3 separate regions of the Mus musculus genome follow, and all the other regions are linked to region 2. Evidence: chromatin contacts called from public Hi-C and promoter capture Hi-C data. All regions are on one chromosome and are shown on one strand. Each heading gives the region's core, a stretch centred on a gene start, on an enhancer-like site or on the middle of the called end of the contact. The rest is flanking DNA. Distances are from core to core; before and after follow the strand shown. Region 1 holds the start of Atp11a (ATPase, class VI, type 11A). Region 2 holds the start of Cln8 (CLN8 transmembrane ER and ERGIC protein). Region 3 holds the start of 4931415C17Rik (RIKEN cDNA 4931415C17 gene).

Region 1 (3,585 bases), core at 21-2,520, 2.1 Mb after region 2:
ATAAGGAAATATAAAATAGCTGAAGGCTTGCCTAAGGGCACTGTGGAAGTAAAAGACAGCACCAGGGACGGAAAATTCGTCCTGTGGCCCTGGGAAGCTGGCAGGTGACTGTCTACAGGGACCAAGAAGACCACCCCTCCTCCTTTCGCTTCCCACGGGGGTGGGGTGGGGTGGGGTGGGGTGGGGAGGGCTGCAGTTTCCTAGTCTCATTCTTTGCTTACTGGAAGGCCAAAATTGGATGGAAATTAACCAGAAAAGCAAGAAGAAAAACCCGGGTAAATTCCCCTTCAGAAAAACCCACATCCAAGGACAAGTGTCACTCAGAGAAGCTAGAGAGAGCCGGCTCTGGTCCCCTCCGTACCCAGCCCGCACTGGGCAAGGCACGCGCTCCTCAAACCTGTGACCACCCCGCGCCAGCTGCCGTACAATAGGTCCTTGTGTCCAGCTTAGGGAAGACAAGCTGTCCCGGGGCAGATTCTCTCTTTTCTGTACACACACCCACTTTGCTCCATCCCGGCTGATGGATGCCACCTACCTCCCTGGTCTCCCCTGGTGAGGCACTCCGTCACTAACCGCGCAGCAGCATCCAAGGGAGCCGGGAACTACGCACTCGGACCTGGCTGACTACTTTCAGAGATGGCAAACTTCACTTCTGACTCCCCTGTGGAGGCTCCCCGCTTCCCCGCAGCCCCGTACATATGTCCCAGCCGGTCCCGGTCCCCGCGTCGGCCCGCCCCGCTGGGGCTGAGCGCAACCCCCATAAGGATGGATGTCCCTCGACCCCGGGATCGACCCGGCTGCAACTGCCTTCCGGGTGGGCCTGGCCGAGCGCAGGTGGAGCGCGGCGGGGACCCGACGGCGGGACGTTCCGGGCCTGAACCCTGACCCAGACCCGGACCCCGGACCCCGGACCCATCACAGAGAGCCACTCACGTATCTGCGCACGAGCGTCCTCAATAGACTGCAGTCCATGGTTATCGCTCCCGGCTCCGCGAGCCCCTGGGCTGCGGGCGCTAGCGCAGCCGCCCCCCGCCCGGTCACGGCCTGGGCGGCGCGGGGGGCGGCCGCGGCCCCTCCGCGCTCATGCCCCGCCGGCGGCGGCCAAGGGTCTCGGCCCGCGCGCAGGCGGCTCGGAGGAGGCGGCCTGCGCCCGGCGCTACTCCCGTCGGGCCGACGCGGCCTGCGCTCGATGCTCCGCGCCTGCTCCTCCCGCGGCCGCCGCGCCTCTGGAGCCGGCTCTGCCCCGCTGCGCCCCGCGCGTCACGGGCGCGTGTGAGCATGCGCGCGCCGCAGCCCCCGCCCCGGCCCCGCGCGCGCCGCGACTCCCTAGCGCGTCGCCGCCGCCCTGTTGCTTCCGCCTCCCTGCGGGACTGGGGGAGGGGGGGCGGGGGGGGCTGTCATCGCCCCCGCGTGGCTCGTCGGGTGCTGATCCACCCCTTCTCCACCCCCGCCCCGTTCACTCCTCTTCTAAAACGGAAGCCTGGCTGTGAGCCCAGGACTCCATGGCGAGTGCCATGGGCCTGGGTCCCTAGGCCTGCGGGGGGGGGGGGGGGGTCACACCTCCTGCCGTGGCGTGGACAGAAGACACAGGATCCTCAGGTGGCTACAGGGAGCGAACATTACCACCCCTTTTGGGACTGACTCCCTTGGAGACCAAACCAAACACGTCCTGATCCAGCTCTCATGACTCACTACTCTCTACCTCTACCTACTCCTGGGGCCCAGTCTCTGTCCTGCCTTCCAGAAACCAGGCCTCAGGGAAGACCCTCCACAGTCCTGGGTTTTACCTTGTGGTCCAGCCCCCTGTCAAATGCTTCCTGCTTCTACCTTACAACTGTATCACCATGGCTAGCACCCAGGGAAGGTGGTTCTTTGCTGCCTAGGTGTGAAGTGGCACATGGCTGAACAACCTTCCTTACCTCCAGCCCAGCCGTAATCTAGCTAATGTTTACTGGTTCCACATCCCTTGCTTTTGCTTCTGATAACGGTAGAACCAGAGACGAGGGATCTGCAGTGGCCGATCAGGAGCACCAGACCTGAGGATTAGGAATGTATTTGAGAGCGTTCTGACAGGGTGTGGAGGAGATCTGACTTTGCTATGGTTTGGATTAGACACTGGTGGCAATGGTGCCAGTGACTAAACTGATCTCCTGAGCCACCACCGCCTTCTACCCTGTTTTCTACCTAAGTTCTACACCAGTGCTCACCACGGAGCACCAGCTACAGACACCCAGCCAGCCTCAGGGCAAAGGGTTTTCTCTCCGGGCTTCCTGGACTTGCTGTGAGCCTGGTGGAGTTGGCAGTCAGCGCTCATTGGTACTCCTAGCTGTGGTGTGGACTCTTGAGGACAGCAGGCCTCTATGTCTAGGGACTAGCTGCTGGCCTCAGTGGGCCTGACTGGGCTGTTCATGTGTCTCTGATGCTCTATCTCTTTCCTACCATGACTGCTGGGCCAAATTGTAGGCTATTGGCCAATTACAATTGCAGTGGGTATTCCTGGCACAGATGTGCCTCAGGATAAAGCCTTCCTATCTATCCTTAGAGAATGTTCTACTTGGAGGAATGTTTCATTTCCTTCCTTCCTTTCTTTTTTCTTGTTTGGATTTTTGAGACCGAATCTTCATTCTAGGCTGGTCTCAAACTCTATACAAACATCCTGCCTCAGCCTCTGAAGTGTTGGAACACAGGAGTGAGCCCTGGTGTCTAGCTTATTCTTCATACAGAGCAAAGCACTTCCCTGGTGGTGCAACAGGAGTGAGTGACTTCATCCTCTGAGCCTTCACCCTTTGTGGGGCTCAGGACTCTCTGGCTCCCTCCAGCTGACACCATTCATTCTAGCAAGTGGCTGACTTGCTAATTAACACATAGAGGAACATGCTGGAGGCTGTTTAGGAAGGTTTCCTTGCTTTTAAGAAATCGAGAGTTTATTGTATATGGGATGGATCCCCCAGACATGTTGTGGATGCCAACAAGAGCCTGCTGACAGGAGCCTGATATAGCTGTCTCCTGAGAGGCTCTGCCAGTGCCTGACAAATACAGAAGTGGATGCTCACAGCCATCCATTGGACGGAGCACAGGGTCCCCAATGAAGGAGCTAGAGAAAGGACCCAAGGAGCTGAAGGGGTTTGCAGCCCCATAGGAGGAACAGCAATATGAACTAACCAGTAACCCCAGCGCTCCCTGGGACTAAACCACCAATCAAAGAAAACGCATGGTGTGGGACTCATGGCTCCAGCTGCCTATGTAAGCAGAGGATGGCCTAGTCAGTCATCAATGGGAGGAGAGGCCCTTGGTCTTGTGAAGGTTCTAAGCCCCAGTGTAGAGGAAGGCCAGGGCCAGGAAGTAGGAGTGGGCAGGTTAGTGAGCAGGGGAAGGGGGCAGGGGATAGGGGGTTTTCGGAGGGGAAACCAGGAAAGGGGATAACATTTAAAATGTAAATAAAGAAAATATCTAATAAGAAAAGAAAAGAAAAGAAAAGAAAAGAAAAGAAAAGAAAAGAAAAGAAAAGAAAAGGAGGATTCAAAGCAAACAAAAAACAAAAACAAAAAACCAACAAAAAAGAAAGCATGTGTTTCTCTTTTAAGA
Region 2 (3,374 bases), core at 338-2,837:
CACATGCTGAGTCAGTCTTTCTCTAGATAAAACGTTTCCTTTTTATTAACAGAAAGGAATAAACACACGGCAGCTGTTTACTCTGCCTTTGCCTTTTGCAGCACATCGGGCATGCCCCTCACTAATCCTGTCCCACGTGGTTCTCAGTGGCCTAAGAGAAACACTACTGGGACTTATTTACCTATCCACTAACTATCCTAGCCGGATTCTCCAGATTCTCACTATCCGAAGAGATTCGGTCCTGAATAGCACAGGGAGAGCTTTCAAGGTCTAGGAGCTTTGTTTCCATAACAACTAGCACCTAGAGGCTAGGGCGGGTCTACCAGAGCTTGGGTGGGTGTAGTGGAATCTCATATTTTCAGAATATCTGAGGTTTCCTTAATCATAGCCTTTCCCACTCTTCCTAGAGAAAAGTTTAAATAAAAAAATACAAAACACGGGAACAAGTCCAGTGTATAGCTACAGATTTCATACATAAACACGGTCAGAAAACAAATATCGATACCGACATGAATTCAAACAGTACTTAGGAGCAGCCACCTACTCTGTCATTCCGACGACTCTGAAAGCCTTCTAAAAGGGCTTAGGCACCCTTTTCTAAGGCAGCAGCACCCTAGCCCCAGGACCTCCCACGGTGTGCTGAGAGCTAGGGGTCCTTCCTATTCCCGCTCCCCTTCACTAAGTGCTGACACCACCCAGTCCTACCTCGCGGAGATCTGACCAACATCGCCTTTCACCCTCTGGTCCCATGATGATCCACACTCAAGTTCCTCATCCCCTAGCACTGTACAGACCTAGCCCAGCGACCGTGGTCCATCACTTTGCTGCCCCAAGTTCTCTTGCGACCCAGGTCGACCTATCCAGTCGGACCCAGTCTGAATCGTCCACCCGCGCCCACGGTGGCCCAGGACCTATACACCAAATGGAATGCTTCCTCCTCGGGTGGCCAAGCAAAGACTGCGCTGCTGCAGGCAGGTGTATACAGGGTGCCCTTCACGTCTCACCTGCATTCAGGTGAGCAGAAGGGGGGCGCCGCCTCTTGGTCCATCAGCTGCTTAGACTCGCTGTCCCAGGAGCTCCTGAGCCGTAGACACACCTCGTGACCGGAGCCAGATAGAATACCGGTCGCTGAGTGGCACTGGAGACTAGGGCCCCACGCCCATCTGTGTCCCCGCCTCAGCTGGGCACCCCGCTTTCAGGCCATCCCGCCCCTAGCACCGGAGAAATCACCCACGACAGTGTCGCGCGCTGAGCAAACACTATCCACTGCGCACGCGCACTGCTGAAGCCCTAAGCCTCGCCTCCCTAGGACGCTACCAAGGTAGACTCGGGGGGCACGAGTTGGGGTAGGATCATCCCATCCAGCGCCATGGGGGTGCCTGGAGCAGGCTACACAGTTCGCAGCGCGCTATGCTAGATTTGACTATCGTAGCTCAAGTTGGTGCTGGGACCTTAAGAGTGGTACGGAGGGATCAGTGGAGGAATTCCTCAACCCCCACCCCAACTGACCTTCCACGATCCTCTGTGTGGACCGTCCCCCAAGACCCTCCTACGTACACCCCTTCACTCCCTGTCCCTTCCCTCTTTCCTAAGTCCCTAAGGCCTCTGACGTCAGAGCGCAGAGGTGAAACGCAAGCGCACGCGTCTCCTGGTTGGTGCTGCCAGAGCTCCAGGCGACTGCATGGAGTCGAAAAACTTGCTCAGGCCGACAAAATGGACCGCACTGTGTCCCTTGCTACAGCAGCATTGTCTTCCAGGCGGTGGTAACCAGCTCCTGTCTGCACAAGTACAGTTCGGGCTTACGGTCCCTTAGGAAAAGGTGGCTGTGAGGCGTGTGCAGAGCTACCCTGTGCTCCTGCTAAGAGCCGAAGCTAATTCAGAGCCAGCATTATGAGAAGAGCAAAGACCTCCCGACCCATTCCATGTACCTACTAACCAAGCGGGGCTGGTAGGGTAGCGGTGAGAGGTGCGGAATCAGTCCCCTCTCTCTGAGCAGATAATCAGCACTTAGTACCCTCATCTACCTAGCATAGCAGGAAAACCAACCTGGCTCGGGATTCACGTCTGGCCTCAGCACTCCTTGTGCAATGTCTGCTAGTCAGGTGCTTGCAATTGCCTGGCCCTTATCTAGACAGGGCAATTGCCCACCCTACCCTGGATTGCAGACAGGTGGCCACATAACAGAGTCCTCCCTAGAGCCCTTTATCATACCATATCTTGATAATTAACAAGATAGCTGGTTTAAAAGACTAGAAGGAATAGCGTCCTGTACATACCCACCCTCCTGGTTCTGATATTGTCTCTGAACACCCAGGAATTGCAACATAGTTAACCAGGCCACCTGCAGAAATACCTTTGAGAAACATCACACAAGATGGATAGAATGGCTAATGAGCTGTGACTTCAGCCCTGTGCCCCTGTGACTTGTGATAAGGGTCCCTTTACAGCAAAGATTTTACACCGACGTTCAAGTTCTGTTATTTTCCTGAGGTTTCATCAATATTTGGTGCACCCCAGAGTCCATGGTTGGCACCTTAGTTTTTCCACTTGGCTGGTATGAGCAATAACATAGTTTCAAGACCACCCTAAGCTGCTTGAAACCCTGTGTCAAAATAACAAGAGAGATCTGGGTGTGTAAACAGCGTTTAGTAATACTGACCTTTGGCCAGGTGGAGATAGGAAGGTCAGGGGTTAAAGGTCATCTTCAGGGAAGGAGTTGATTTTAAGGTCAGCCTGGGTTAGACTGTTTACAAACACACCTTTCCTATCTGACCGCAGTTCCTGCATCATCACCTGCAAGTTTGCACCCCAGGCACTGTTTCCATCTGGCCAGCCTGGCTGGATGTCTCCTCTAAGCCCTCCTTAAGCCTCTCTTGTGTCAGGTTCCCACACCACACAGCTCACTCATCCATCCAGATGTTACAGTTGCCTGTCCCAGGCACTATGACCTCGACTGTTAGTCTCAGGCAGTTGCCCTCTGTTACTGTGTCATAGGCCGTTTGGAGAAGGCAAACTGGAATGACTTTAATGGAGGTGGGGGGGGGGGTTAATTTAACCCTCATTTCCTGGTAGCAAAATGTACTCATTGCGATATTTCATTGTTTCTTCAAGAAGACATCTCTTTCTACCATGCGAGTCCTGGGTATTAATGTTCAGTGTGGCATGCCCAGAAATACACACAAATAAAATAATAAACAGATTATTTTTTTCTTACAAGGCATTAGCAGGTAGACAATAAGAATTCTCTTGCCAGGTATTTGAAAGAGAGAAGGAGTGGGGGTGGGGTGGTATATGTGAGAGGAAGGGAGGGGAGAAATGATGTAATTATATTATCTCAAGAAAAAAAAGAAGGCATTTCTCCTATCTAATTCTTG
Region 3 (3,329 bases), core at 444-2,943, 2.2 Mb after region 2:
TATAAAGATCTAATCACTTATTTTATGTGTGTTTTGCCTGCATGTATGTAAGTGCACCGTGTGTGTGCCTGGGGCCTGAGGTAGTTAGAAGGCAACAGATAAAACTAGAGTTACAGCCAGGTGTGGTGGCACATGCCTTTAATCCCAGCACTCGGGAGGCAGAGGCAGGCAGATTTCTGAGTTCGAGGCCAGCCTGGTCTACAGAGTGAGTTCCAGGACAGCCAGGGCTATACAGAGAAACCCTGTCTCAAAAAACCCAAAAAACAAAACAACAACAAAAAAACCTAGAGTTACAAGATGGTAAGATGGTGGTGAGCCACCATGTGGGTACAGGGACCTGAACCCAGGTCCTCTGGAAGAGCAGCTAGTGCTCTTAACCACTAACCCATCTTCCTAACCCATTTATGTATGTATGTATGTATGTATGTATGCACATACGTATGTGTGAGTGTGATTATTTTTGAGGCAGGGTTTCTCTGTTTTATAGCTCTGGCTGTCTATGAACTCAATATATAGATCAGACTTTCCTTGGAGACCACTTGCCTCTTCCAAGTGCTAGGATTAAAGGCATTGTGTCATCAAGCCTGTTTTTTTTTTTTTTTTTTTTTTTTTTTTTTTTTTAGCATTTTTTGGTCACTGGCTTAGTTGATTTACAATGTCCTAACTTGACTGACTTCATTTTGTATGGTGGAGGTGAGTGGACCAACTGAGGTAGTTGCTTTTCTCCTGCTCTGTGGGTTCTGGGGAACTCGAGTCACCTGACTTGGTGACATCAGCTCCTGTTGTCAAGACTGTGCTGGAGCAGCTACTTTCTAAGTGTTTTCATCTATCTGCTGACATTTCACTTCAAGTAGCCACACAGAAAAGCAAACCGCTCTGGCTTTTCCTGGCTCATTGGCCACCCTCAAATAACTGTCAATACATCTGCAATTAAATGTGTGAGTGCTCAGTCCAGAAAGCCACCTTAAGACTTCTTGCTGGGATCACTCCTATTACCAAAGGGCAGTGCTAGGACCACTCAACAAAACAGAGGCTACAGGGACTGAGGACTGAGCTCTGACTACATGGATGATGGAAACAGAAAAGTGGATCACCTGAAGGTTAGCTACTGGCCCCGGGGTGGAAGAAACACCAGGAATGACTGATAGTTATTCACTATGGCCTTATTCTAGACCTTCTGATGGAGCATCATCTGTGTGGGTGGTACAAAATAGGCTGGAGCTAAGAATGGGCTGAGAGCTGAGTGTTGAGAGTCTCGGCTTGTTAGAGTCGTAGTCAAATTCCAGGCTGAAGCCGAGAGTCTCCTCTTGCAGTTTCTATCGTTGGCTTCAACTGGCTGAGCTCCAGCAGGTACCATTTGTACAGGGAGTGAGTGTGTCCGCATTCTGTACATCACAGAGCGGGCAGGGAAGGGTGGCTAAGAGATCTGCGAGCAAAAGACGAATAAAGGTATGCTCTCCATTAAGCCACCTCTGAGTGCCACTGCTATCATAGTCCTGAGTCAGCGACTAAGAAGGGAGCTTTCTGCGGACCACCGAGCATCCGGGCAGGAGCGGCGGAGCTGGGCTCCCAGTGACGAGGACTCTCCTCCTCCTGCGTCCCAGACAGCACAGAATTTCTCGTGTCTGCGTCTGATTTTTCCTTTGCGGCAGCGCTCAAGCCTCTCCATCTCAGTATCCCCGTTTCCAGGACTACCTCCTGGTGACGTCAAGGGGCAGAGGTTCCAGACCTCTGAGAACTCACTTACGAGAGCCCTGCGTAGTAGTCCGGCGCCCCTGTCCCTGTGTGGCTCAAGCGCACTCGGACTCCGCATCCAGTGCTGTTCACAAGCAGCGCCCAGACCGCAAGCTGCGGACGCGTACGGGCATCCTAGGAACGCGTTGCTGCGAGCGTCGCCCAGCAACGACTTTTCCAGCGCGGAGAAGCTGCCAAGTGCAGAAGCCGGGAGAGCGCACGCGCGTCTCGCGCGGGAAGCGGTGCATTATGGGAGGCGCGCGCTTTTGCCGCTTCCGCGAATATGGCGGCGCCGTAGTTAGGGCGCGGGATCCTGGGGCGCGGGGAGGCTGCAGTGCGCAGTCCGGGCGCGGTAATGGCGACTCCGGATCAGAAGTCGCCCAACGTTCTGCTGCAGAACCTGTGCTGCCGGATCCTGGGCCGGAGCGAAGGTACGCGTCCCGGGGTTCAGGGCTGTGGAGACTGAGCGCCATGACCCCCGCCGGCCGGGTGCTGTTCTCCCCGGCCCCCGGGAAGGAAAGGGGTGCGGCTCGCGGACTGTCCCTGCCCTGGGGGCCCAGGCCGGAGCTGCTGTAGCGGCCGAGTTTGTTTTTGGGTTCGTCCAGACAGCACGGCAGCCTGCAGCTCTGCTTCTGCGTGCTTCTCACTCTGCTGTCACCTTTGCCTCTGGTGATGATGAGTCCTGGTTAGATGATGCTCGCTTATTCCTGGACGGTTCAGCTAGCGAATAATGCTTCTAAGAAGCCAGACCCCCAAGGCAGTCCTGCCCACTTTACCCGTACTGTCGCCGCCGTAGTTGGGGGTGGGGAAAATGTCAAGGATCTGGTTTCATGAAGCTCATTTTGGAGATGAGTGGGGACGCGTCTTGAGGGAAGGTTTTAGTAATTGACATGACTGGGTTGCCTTAGAATGTTGAGACAAATCGCGCAGGTTTTCAAGGGAAGACTTTAAACAAGAACCGAGTTTTAAAAACTGAGAGAGCCTTTTGATCTTTCATAATTTGTAACAACCTATGTAACAACTTGTCAGCGTAGAGGATGAATTACTGTGTCACTACTAAACCGTTGACTTAACTCCCTTCTTGCTTTATTCCTTGTAGTGTTTCACTGTGCAGTTTGTTCATGTAAGAAATCTTTGAGGCTTCCTCGACCCTATTATGCCATGAGAGATGCTCCTGTCTAATGGAGGGAATGTGACTAGCACGTTGGTGAATACACAGTGTTTGTGGGTGATAAAGGGCTAGGGAGAAGGCGGATAGGAGGAGCTTAGAGTTCCAGTATCTGGGGAGAGTGTGAGTGCAGAGGATAGTTTACTTTTCTGAAGGGAGTGATCCAGTCATAGGCAAAATTAGATAACTAAGGCTTAACACGCCATACCATCATTTTTCTTTTATTGCATTGGGTCCAAAATTTTTACCTTCCAGAAAGAACCTCGTAGTTATAGCTAGATTTTGAAGTTATTCATTATGAACTTCTAAATTTGAATTTTACATTAAGATCCCTTTTGATAGAAGTTTCACAGCCTTCAGGTGATTGAAATGCTACTTTAAAGCAGAATCCTGTATCCTCCCATTTTCCCACCCCCATTTGTGATTA

Evidence for each region. A called contact is a pair of places that touch in the nucleus more often than the background predicts. Capture Hi-C pulls out chosen DNA fragments and counts their contacts.
Region 1: a contact with region 2 is called in a promoter capture Hi-C map of liver, with 2.6 times the contacts expected there. The contact joins the promoter of Atp11a here to the promoter of Cln8 in region 2. A contact is called at or near these places in 1 of 484 Hi-C or Micro-C datasets (CD4 T cells) and 2 of 9 other capture datasets (adipose tissue and liver).
Region 3: a Hi-C map of CD8 T cells shows a contact between it and region 2, with 7 times the contacts expected there. The contact joins the promoter of 4931415C17Rik here to the promoter of Cln8 in region 2. A contact is called at or near these places in 2 of 39 promoter capture datasets (liver and pre-B cells), 2 of 484 Hi-C or Micro-C datasets (CD4 T cells and CD8 T cells) and 1 of 9 other capture datasets (adipose tissue).

What each region holds. Positions count from the first base shown.
Region 1 is chr8:12,754,701-12,758,285 of GRCm38.p6, reverse strand. It overlaps Atp11a (ATPase, class VI, type 11A), which reads right to left and starts at 1,270. Exons shown (of 30, transcript NM_001293667.1): 1 at 934-1,270. The coding sequence starts at 972. It overlaps Gm33587 (a long non-coding RNA gene), which reads left to right and starts at 1,390. Exons shown (of 3, transcript XR_378725.3): 1 at 1,390-1,599.
Region 2 is chr8:14,886,749-14,890,122 of GRCm38.p6, reverse strand. It overlaps Cln8 (CLN8 transmembrane ER and ERGIC protein), which reads right to left and starts at 1,587. Exons shown (of 3, transcript NM_012000.3): 1 at 1,005-1,587.
Region 3 is chr8:12,670,791-12,674,119 of GRCm38.p6, reverse strand. 4931415C17Rik (RIKEN cDNA 4931415C17 gene) reads right to left here and starts at 1,693. Exons shown (of 2, transcript NR_166502.1): 1 at 1,095-1,693. It overlaps Tubgcp3 (tubulin, gamma complex associated protein 3), which reads left to right and starts at 2,020. Exons shown (of 22, transcript NM_198031.1): 1 at 2,020-2,165. The coding sequence starts at 2,090.